Regions from separate parts of the Mus musculus genome. Here regions 2 and 3 are each linked to region 1. The links are chromatin contacts, called in public HiChIP or PLAC-seq and capture Hi-C maps. All regions are on one chromosome and are shown on one strand. Each heading gives the region's core, a stretch centred on a gene start, on an enhancer-like site or on the middle of the called end of the contact. The rest is flanking DNA. Distances are from core to core; before and after follow the strand shown.

Region 1 (3,552 bases), core at 640-3,139:
CCTACCGACAGTGCCATCTACCAAATTCATGCTCAAATACCTTGACATATAGTGACCATCACACACAACAAACAGGGGCTGCAGAGATGGCTCAGTGGTTAAGAGCACTGACTGCTCTTGCAGAGGACCCAGGTTCTGCTCCCAGCACCCACAGGGTAACTCACAACCATCCGACAGCACTCTCAGGGTGCACATATGTACATGCAGGTAAAACACACACACACACACACACACACACACACACAAAGTAAATAGAATGTAAAATATAAATTAAATGGGACTGCTAGAAGTGCCTGCTTCTACCCATGTATTTTAGGTGATTGCTGGGCCACTCAGTCCAGAGTCAGGCAGCAAGCAGCAGCCATCACATTGCTGCCAGGCTGTCTACCATGACCTTACTTTGTGGGAGGCAATGTTTTGAGAACTTTACCCATAGTCGGGTATGGCGGTGGCGAATGCCTTTAATCCCAGCACTTGGAAAGAAGAGACAGGAGGATCCCCGAGTTCACAACCAGGGCTATACACAGAAACCCTGTCTCAACAAAACAAAACAAAACAAAACAAAACAAAACAAAACAAAACAAAACAAAACAAAACAAAACAAAACAAAACAACCACTTTACCCATCTGGCACCTTTGCTCTTCCCATTTCTAGAGGGTGGAGACCACCCATCATCGTCCCTGATACACTAATGCATACAGATGTAGCAGCTTGCTCATGCTTTGATGGAAAGCCTCCCATTTCAGGCCCAACTGCCATGGGGAATGTGTAGCCATTAGGTTCTCCTCCACCATTTCTCCTGTGCCATTACAAGGGCTGGATTGGGAATTCAGGACCCAGGGTTACTCGGACAATTTCATTCCCACGTTGAATGTGCTGGCCTGCCATCCTCCCTCCCAGAGGTCACAAACATTTGAGCAACGGAAGCTAGTCACACCACCATGGTCTCATTTTGACCGATTCATGAATAGAGAGGCCTGTGGTCACCTTCCTGGTGAGCGGTAGTAGCCACCAGTGTGGGGGAGTCAGCCTGTTGCTCTCCTGTCTGCTCACACAGAAATGCCTGAGCAGGCTCCAGCTACCCGCCCCCCCCCCACGCCCCTCTGAGAGCCTCCACACCCCGTCCTGCAGCCACACGCCCTCATTTTTCCTGAGTCTGACTGTGTTTGTGACTCTTGGTCACCTGGGGAGTGATCTTCACTCCTGAGGGTGGAGCTGTGTCACCCCTTCAGTATGACTAGGGTTTCTGTTTCTCTTACTGCCAACCTAAGGCTGAGAAAATGACACCCAGGGCCGGCCCTGTTCCAAGACTGAACAAATCACTTCCTGGCTCTGTGTATGTTTCTACTTCTGAAAAATGGGCTTAATAATAGCTCACAGGGCCCTGGGGCACTGAGAAGATGACGGAGATAAAGGGGGTGTGGGCCACTAGAGCCTCCCTGTTTTGCGTACTTATCACCGCACCTGTCTGCCGCCACCCTGGCGGGCGCTAGAACACCCCTAAAGTCTGGGAAAGACCCCTTCCTGCATCTTGGGCCCTCCAGTGTCGCCTGGCCTATCTCTGCCCTCACTGTTCCTGTATTGGGGACGCTGGTCGGCTGGTACAGGGTAGACGCTCTATAAATACCTGTTGACTCATAGACTCCGCAGGTTCTTTCTCCTTTTCCCTCCCTACTTTCTGGTCCAAGGGACACCGCACTAATCCCCTTGAGCCCACTTCGCCCCTGCCTCTCCCGATTCACCAACCTCTCAGCCAAGCTGCCACCTTCCCGGGGGTCCAGGCCTCCACGGGCTCCATCCTGAGCTCTGCCCGTAGCGTCCAGCCCCTGCAGGAATTTCCGCTCCCAGTCCGAGCCCGAGCCCGGAGGCCGCGGGGCTGGGCCAGAGCAGGCAGGGCGGGGCCGCTGCATACCTGGGCCCACGTGGCCAACCAGGTAAGGCAGTGCCACTGCCATTGGTCCACCGCCTGTCTTCCTCCTGCCCTGCCCCTCTGGCATCCTAGGGCTTTGGCAACTAGGCAGTTGGACTCCTGGGCTGGCGCCAAGGGGTGTGTGACTCAGGCAGTCCGGAACTGGCATGGGATTCAACTCAAAACTGGCCTCACCAAGGAGGGAGGATCCCTATAAGTTTGACGTTAGCCGAATCTACATAGTGAGTTCCAGGCTAGCCAGAGCTGTGCATCGAGACTTTGTCTCAAATATCCACAAAACAAAAAACAAACTGGGCTCATATCCCAGCCGAGAGGACCCTGACCTCTCAGCACCCCACCCCCACCCCCAAAAAGAGTACTTGGTGAATGGTTGGCGCAGAAGCAAAGCGCAGGACTAGCCACTATCTACCCATCCCCGGGTCCCCGTGGTATCTATCTCATTATCGCCATCTGGAGTTGTTGCACAGACAGCTGACCTACTTTCAGTGCTCATTTCAGGGCATAACAGTCCTTGCTTCACGGGACATTTGCGAGCATCTGAACAAATGGTGGCTATAAGTGGCATCATCTCAGGATTCTGAAGGCTGAGGCAGGTGGATGGCTCACCTGGACTACAGAGCAAGCCCATTCCAAAACAAAACGAAACAGCAGAAACTGAGTAAATAAAAGCTGCACCGTGGACTCTGCCCCCTTTGACAACCTGTTGAGATTTAGAGGCCCTTTCTCAAAGTAAGACTTTAATCAATTCAGTTATTACTTATTTTAGGGCACAAAGGGCTTTTATTGGTTACCATAGTAAGTGAAGAGGAAGCACCCCAGCCATTCCCAAGACATTTGCAGATGTCAGCTGCCTCCTGAAAGCGCTTTTATTCTTTTTTTTTTGTTGTTTTTTTTTTTTTGTTTTTTTTTAAAGATTTATTTATTTATTATAAGTACACTGTAGCTGTCTTCAGACACTCCAGAAGAGGGCGCCAGATCTCATTACTGATGGTTGTGAGCCACCATGTGGTTGCTGGGATTTGAACTCTGGACCTTCGGAAGAGCAGTCGGGTGCTCTTACCCACTGAGCCATCTCACCAGCCCAGCTTTTATTCTTGCTACAATTTTTGAGTTGCTTTTCATTCTTGCTATGTTGCTCAGACTGCTCTACAACTCAGGGGTTCCAGTGATTTTCCTACTTTTGTTCCCCCCCCAAAAAAAATAGAGACCACAGTTTGCATCACAGAACCAGTTAGAATGATGCCTTTGTTTGTTTGTTTGTTTTTGTTTTGTTTTGGAGACAGGGTTTCTCTGTGTAGCCCTGGCTGTCCTGGAACTCACTTTGTAGAACAGGCTGGCTTCAAACCTGCCTCTGCCTCCCGAGTGCTGGGATTAAAGGCGTGGACCACCACGCCCGGCTTAGAATGATGCTCTTAAAAGCCCAAGCAACTGGGGCTGGGGAGATGGCCAACAGTTAAGAACAGGCAGAAAGAGAACCGGGTTCAATTCCTAGGACTCACATGTTGACTCACAACTGTCTGTAGCTCCAGTTCCAGGGGATCTGATGTCCTCTTCTGCCCACCTCATAAACTGCATGAACATGGCACAACACAGGCAAACACCCATACTCCCAAATCCTTTA
Region 2 (3,690 bases), core at 994-3,493, 570 kb before region 1:
CCCGTAATTACTACACATGCCAGCTTCACTCTCTGATGTGTGTTCAGCTGGTCTGTTAAATTAAGTGGAGAAGGAAAAGAAAACCACTGCTCAGCAGGACTCCGGCCAGCTCCCACTGCTAAAACAAACTCGGGGAAGACAGAGTCTACCACTCGGGACGGGGTAAACAGCCATTTCCCATCTCCGCGGGAGTGGCGGCAAACTCATACAAAAACCCAGTGCCATTCTGAGGCACAGAATGCACATCAAGGCATTTCTTTAAAAACACAATTTAATAGCAGTCACAGCTCTTACTGTGTTTAAGCAAGGAGAGGAAGAGCCCCGTCTTTCTTCTCTCACGTGGCTAACACCCTCTAAACTTTTAGGCTACACTTGCTTTCTGGAATTTTCTGATCCCACCAGACAGCCCTATATTCTCACTGCCTCATGCTCTGCCATCTTTATCTTCCTATCTGTTCCTTATGAGGACGGGGGCTTTGTCTCCTAACTCTATTATATCCCAGGACCCAGCATGTAAACAGACATCTGTTCTCCCAAGTGCACGAAGTAGCAAGGACAGGATAGAGAATCGTCAAGTTTTCTGACGCTAGAACTAAGATCACTGGTCCAAGCATTTCTCCCATCGTGTTTCTGGTTAGAAAGCAAGATGGCCCAGCGGGCAAAGGCACTTGCCACTACAGTGACCCATAGGCTGAAGATGAGAAGACACTCCCACAAAGTTGTTCTCTGTCCTCACTTAGGTGTGCCAAGGCGCACCTGTAGCTCCACACATATATACATAAACATATGCACATAAAATAGAATTAAAAAAAAAAAAAGCAAATGACAAAGTCACAGAAAGCATGGGAGAAAAGAAAAAATTCTCCGCCAAGGGAACAAGACTGGTTAATAGCGGTAGTACCCCATCCTCGGCACGAGGGGGCGCCTGCTGCTTACTTCATCACCAGGAGACCGGGAGAAAAGGAGGCCCCCTCACCTCCCAACTCCATGTCGGTTTATTTAGGACAATTCAGTTTAAAGTTAAGCCGCAGGAAACAGCATTTTCTGACTACCCACGATATCTCCAACACTGGATTCACTAAACCCAAATAAATGACAGAAACATGGACACCCAACTCAAACTCAATCAATCTCTCCCTCCCTCCCTCTCTTTTCCCTGGCCTCCAATCCGCACGCACAAAGGAGGCAGAGAGAGGAAAAGTACTGAATCCACCTCTGCATCTTGATTCTCAGTCCTTCCCTCTTTCAAACTCTGGCATCAGTGGCCACAGGAGATGCAACCCACACTCAAGTTAAACAAAGTAAAATCAAGACAGTCAATTATCTCTCTAGCTATTTTGCCAACACCCCTTTGAAAGAAGCCCCTTGCCAAATCAGACTCTTAACTGGCCGGATGCTTAGAACCAACCAGTTTCATTTTTCTTTAATTTACCCGTGAAATAGGCTCCAGAGATCTCATTAGACACCAGTAAGACTGTGTAATTACCATCGCCATTTTATGGATGTGAAAACTGAGGCTCACTGGAGCCAAGTGACACGCCCACCACTTAAAGCTCCTCACGCACTGCTTTCTAAAACCTATGTCCACAGTCAGGAGAGCTTTTTGCCATAAACAAAGGGTATGCATTCCTTGTCCAGCCAGGACATCCAAGGCTTAGCCCAGAACTTTCTCCAACTGTAGCACATGTTGTTGCTGGAAGCTTATGGTGATGGGCCCTAACTGGGAAAGATCTGTTGAACTGGAGTCCTGGATTTTCTGCGGAAGGCTAATACTCTCAAATGGGTGCTGCGTTATGACCCAGAGGCAACGTGGAGCGAGCCGCCTCCTTCTGCTAAGCCCTGCCATACTGGGAGCCCGTTCCAGCCTGCTCTTTTCGGACACAGTTCCTACCCAGGACGGGACAGTGACCCTCACCCCAAGGGAGCCACGGCCCAGGGCTTCGTCCCGGGGGAATCGCGGGGCCGGGCCAGGCAACGGGGCCGGAAGCAGACGAGGGCCGGAGGCTGCAAAGGAAGAGGCGGCGCCGGAGGCTGCTATGGCGGAGGGGCGGGGCTCCTCGCTTCTCTACAGCCTCCGCCTAATTTCTCTCGGCCTGCGTTTGACAGCTTCCCTCCCCGGAGGACTCCAGAGTTGCAGAGCTGGCGCCGGATCCTCCGCGCCCGCGCGTCCAGACCACCCCCGCGGAGCTCCAACTTCAGCGCCTCCATCCGGGTCCCGTCCGTGCCGCGCCTGCGCGCCGGCTCGGCCGACGGCGGCCCCGCCCCGCTCCTGCCCGGACTCGGAGCGCCCCGCCCCCCTCCTCGGCGGCCATGTTGACCCCAGCTAGGGCGGGGGCCGAGGCGGCGGCGGTGAGTCGCACCTTCCCGGCGTGGTGACACCTGAGGAGTAGGCCTCTTGACTCGCCAGCAGTTTGTGCGCGGGCGCTGCGCTCCCGGGTCGGGGCTCTCACCCCAGTCCCCTGCCGTGAGCAGCCTCTGACTTCCCGGTGTGAGCCGAGGCTGGACCCGGGCGCTGCCCCAGAGCCACGCGTTCTCTCGGTGTTCCGCCACCCCAGCTCAGCACAGGACCTGGCACACGATAGACAATATGAATAGGCAAAAGAAAGCCTTCTTGGGGTTTTTGTGGCAAGCAGCGGTACCCTGCAACTGGATGAGAAGAAAGTAGGGGAATTCCCCCTGCCTTTCCCCTCCTGGCAATGAAGGACCTCTGCCCTGCGACAGTCCTCTGTCCCACCTCAGATGACTGTATGGGACGAGGAAGGAAACCTCAGAGAACACCCCCGAGGATTCTCCCTCAAGCAGTTTCTGTCGCAGGAACTGGCGCCAAAAAAAAGAAAAAGAAAAAAAAAAAAAAAAAAAAAAAGGAAGCTAATTGAACAAAACCGCCTGTTGGGGAGGAGCGGCCAGTTGGTACCCCTGTAACTAACGGAAACTGTTAGAACAACTTTGCACCCGCCTTAGAGGAAACAGATAGTAAATCCTTCTCCGTTGGTAGATTTCTCGTTTCTCAGGATTCCAAAGCCTTGTGTGGTTTCAGTTATCTGTCCTCTCAAACGTAGCTTGGGTCTAGGTTAACCTCTGGCCACAGCCCTGGCTGAGGGAGGGGTTTATCTTCTGCAACAGCCACAAATGTGGGTGGGAACAAAGAGATGGGTCTCTATCTCTCCAAGCAAAAAAAAAAAACAAAAAAAACAAAAAAAACTAGCCTTCATCAGTTCGGTGGGGGCCAGAAGCTGTGTCTGTCTATCATCTCAGGCCCTGGGATGTCAACTGCCCCTTGGATGTTTGCGTGTAAGGTGGATAATGTATAATTTAATGACTGGTAAAGAGAAAACAGGAGTTTCCAAAGTCATTTTTCCTCCCCCCCCCGCCCCCCGAAAGCATTTGTTGCCAGTCCTGTGAGTGAAATGTCAGTGCCTCTCTAGGCACACTTGTGACTAGGGCCCGAGGTTGTGACTTGACTTTCTTACAGTCTTCGCAGCACCCTGACCTTAAAGAAACCATCCTTGCTTCGTGAATTCACAGGGGAAAATGGCATGCAAGCTCGAGGTTCTGTCTGTCCAATAAAGAATCCCTGCAGAATCTGCTTGTAAAAAAGGCAGGGGTCCTTTTGTGAGAAGTGAGAGTGTTTGTTGAAACACCCTTCCTTAGGAGGTAGAACTTTGACTAGATCTTCAGTCGCACTTGGCT
Region 3 (3,210 bases), core at 213-2,712, 720 kb before region 1:
CCCAAACCTGTCATTTCCATGTGTGACCTTCTTTGTCCTCCCCAGTTGACAGAGGTACCTTTTAAAATTGTTTGTTTGTTTACTTATTTATTTACTTATTTATTTATTTATTGGTTTTTTTTGAGACAGGGTTTCTCTGTGTATCCCTGGCTGTCCTGGAACTCACTTTGTAGACCAGGCTGGCCTCAAACTCAGAAATCTGCCTGCCTCTGCCTCCCAAGTGCTGGGATTAAAGGTGTGTGCCACCATGCCCCTCATGGTTTTTTTTGTTTGTTTGTTTGTTTTTTTGAGATGGGGTCTCTCTACATAGTCCTGCCAATCCTGGAACTCACTCTGTAGACCAGGCTGGCCTGGAACTCACAGAGGTCCACCTTACTGCCTCCAAAGAGCTGGGATTAAAGGCATGTGCCACCACATCTGGCTAGAGAGGTCTATATCTACAGAGGGGACACTGGAAAATGGAAAGTGACTTGCTCCCATGTCAAACAGTTCAAAAAGAGCAAGAAAGACATCAGGGACTATGTTGGCTGTGGAGGCGCATGCCTGTGATCCCAGCACTCCATAGATAAGAGGAGCAAGTCTTCAAGGGCAGCCTTGGCTACATAGGGAGCTAGAGGCCAGCCTGGGGTACATGAGACTTTGTCTCAGAAAACTTGAACAATCTACGGCTGCACCCCTGGGAACATACCTGATCTAGGCTGATCTTGACTCGAAGCAGGACAGGATATGGCTGGTCTTCCCAGGATCTTGTATTGGAAGACCTAGGTAAGAGGAGCTGAAGAGAGAGTTCTGCCTCAGAGAGCACTGGCTGCTCTTCAAAGTTCCAAGGTCCCCAGTTCGACTCTCAAGTGCTCACATAACAGCTCACAACCCTCTGTAACTCCAGTTCCAGGGCATCCCATGCCCTCCTCTGCTCCCTTACCTGTGGGCACAAGGCACGCAAGTGGTGCATGGATGTACAAGCAGGCAAGACATTCATACATATAAAAACATTTAATGTAAAAAAAGAGAAACCTAAATAAGTGAATATGTAGACAGACAGATAGATAGACAAGAGATCATTGCCTAGCTATTCAAACAGTGAAGAATATTTACTAAGCAGTTGGTATGTGCCAGGCGCTGTACTAGGGAAACAAGACCAGACCTTACCCTCAAGGTCAGAGGCTAAAAGGAGGAGACAAAAGACAGGAAAGCAACAGTCTGCTGGGAACTATAATAAAGAGTCCAGAGAACTGTTCCACATGACAGAGCTAGGGACTCAGGGGCCCGGACGGCTTCCCAGGAGGCATGCATGCCCTTTAAGTAGGAGCTTTGCGGCCCGGTAGGCGCCCCATGGGCTCTCCGATACTTCCAGGACACTGGACTATAGAGCAGAGAGGGGACCTAAGCACTGTTGCCCGATGATGGCCCCTCTCAGGGCCTCACTCTCCTGGCTGGGCCGGAGCTGGGCGGGGCCTCGGCCAGGTGCGCGGCGGCGCTCGGCGGAGGCAGGAAGTGTGTCCCCAGCGGCGCCCCGTGCCGCGCTCCCGCGAGACGCTTACCTGCGACCCAGGTGAGTGCCGAGGGGGGCGGGGGAAGGGCCGAGCGGAGGCGGCTCACCTGGCTGGGCAGGTAAGGCCGGCGCGGGTCCGCGGGGGCGCGGGGCGGTGCAGCCCCGGGTGGGTGACCCTGGAGGCCGCGCCTGGACGGCGGCGGGGCGCGGGCCCTGCTCCTCGGGCCCCGACGTCCACTTCCGGGGTGCGCGGGGCCCGGCCGGAGCGGCCCGAACGGGCGCAGGGCTGGGCTGGGCTGGGCGGGCCGAGAGGCCCCTGGGGTGCTAGGACCCAGCACCGTGCGTGGAACAGCGTCGGGAGTCGCGGGCCACGGCGCTGGTGGCAAGCGAGGCGGTGCGCGCCCCGACGGCAACGCGAGCCCTGCCGCCTGGACGCGCGCGGCTCCTGCTTGCAGATGAGACAGTGGCTGGGGCTGTGCCAGGGGGGTGCACAGTACCCTGCGCCCGAGCTGAGCAGAGCTGAGCGCGGCTCGCTGACCATACGTTTGCCTGGACAGAGGCTGCTGCAGCCGGCTCGTCCTGGGGACACAGGGAGGAGGGCCCATGGAGAGCCCCCGAGTCTGTCTGTCTGTCCGTCTGTCTCTGTGTTTTGTGGGGACTGTCGGAAAGGCGAAGGCAGTGAGAAATCAGAGAATCCTGGGGCCATCAGACCTTGAGGCATCCTTGCGATGCCTTCGAACGCTGCCAAGTTAGAGAATGCCAAGAGTGTGTCTTCCCAGGCTTTTGCTAAACACGGAGCTCCACCCCCAACCCCCATACCTCCGTAGAGGGTTAGAAGGACATTAATCTCTCCTCTTTTGAGAGATGAGGTTTTCCATTTTTATTTTACGTCACATTGGTTTATTATTTACTTATATTTAAGTTAATTTAATATATATTTTGTTTTGCTTTTTGAGATAGGGTCTCATATGGCCCAGGCTAGGCCCAATATTCAGCCAAGGATGACTCTGAAGTCCTCATCATCTCATCGTGTCTTGTGCTGGAATTACAGACGTGGGCCACCTCACTACTCTAAGATGAACCTATTTAAAGATGAGGAAGCTGGGTCCAAGACTCTTGTCCCAGGCCAAAATTGAGGCAAAAATTGGTCCCACTAAATTAAGTGAGCAGTGTCACTGGGTTGTCAGGAGGGATGGACCAGGGACAATCGTGGGAAAAGGAAGGTGTAGATGGATGGTTTGAAGGGACGCTCATGCAAGGCACTATTCATACCACAAACAGGAAGGCTGACTGCTTGGTTGTTTAAGTTTCAGACAGGGTCTCTCTCTTGGGTAGCCCAGGCTGATCTTGAACTCAAAGAATCTGCCTGGCTCAGCCTTTCTAGTTCTGAAATTACCTGAGGGAGCCACCAAGAGCAGAGTACCTGGGGTGAAGAGCCTGGCCTGCCCCGCAGCAAATCTTGTTCCTTCCCAGCCTGCTGACTTACTTGATCTCTCCTCTCTGTTCTCTGAGCTTCCGATTCCTGAACTGTACAGTGACAGTAAATAATTCACGTGGCAGTTGTAAGGACTGAATAACGTGGAAGAGCTCTGGCTAGAGCCGGTTTCTAGCCCATTCACTGCCGTCTCCTCAGTGCTAAGCACAGTGCTGGCCCGTGGACAGTGTAATGAACAGTAGCAGTCCTAAGCCGTCGGTGGTGGGGAGAGAAACACTGACCC

The links. HiChIP or PLAC-seq counts read pairs in DNA pulled down with a chosen protein or histone mark. Capture Hi-C pulls out chosen DNA fragments and counts their contacts.
Region 2: a contact with region 1 is called in a FOXA1 HiChIP or PLAC-seq map of pancreatic cancer cells. The contact joins the promoter of Pigv here to the promoter of Cnksr1 in region 1. A contact is called at or near these places in 2 of 115 datasets of contacts at active chromatin or transcription factors (memory CD8 T cells and pancreatic cancer cells).
Region 3: a capture Hi-C map of macrophages shows a contact between it and region 1, with 4 times the contacts expected there. The contact joins the promoter of Kdf1 here to the promoter of Cnksr1 in region 1. A contact is called at or near these places in 2 of 115 datasets of contacts at active chromatin or transcription factors (astrocytes and pancreatic cancer cells) and 2 of 9 other capture datasets (liver and macrophages).

Annotation. Positions count from the first base shown.
Region 1 is chr4:134,236,510-134,240,061 of GRCm38.p6, forward strand. It overlaps Cnksr1 (connector enhancer of kinase suppressor of Ras 1), which reads right to left and starts at 1,890. Exons shown (of 21, transcript NM_001081047.1): 1 at 1,748-1,890. The coding sequence starts at 1,799.
Region 2 is chr4:133,670,404-133,674,093 of GRCm38.p6, forward strand. Pigv (phosphatidylinositol glycan anchor biosynthesis, class V) reads right to left here and starts at 2,244. Exons shown (of 4, transcript NM_178698.5): 1 at 1,916-2,244.
Region 3 is chr4:133,517,501-133,520,710 of GRCm38.p6, forward strand. Kdf1 (keratinocyte differentiation factor 1) reads left to right here and starts at 1,463. Exons shown (of 4, transcript NM_133707.2): 1 at 1,463-1,552. It overlaps Gm42323 (predicted gene, 42323), which reads right to left and starts at 2,358. Exons shown (of 3, transcript NM_001378703.1): 1 at 1,600-2,358; 2 at 689-761. The coding sequence starts at 2,309.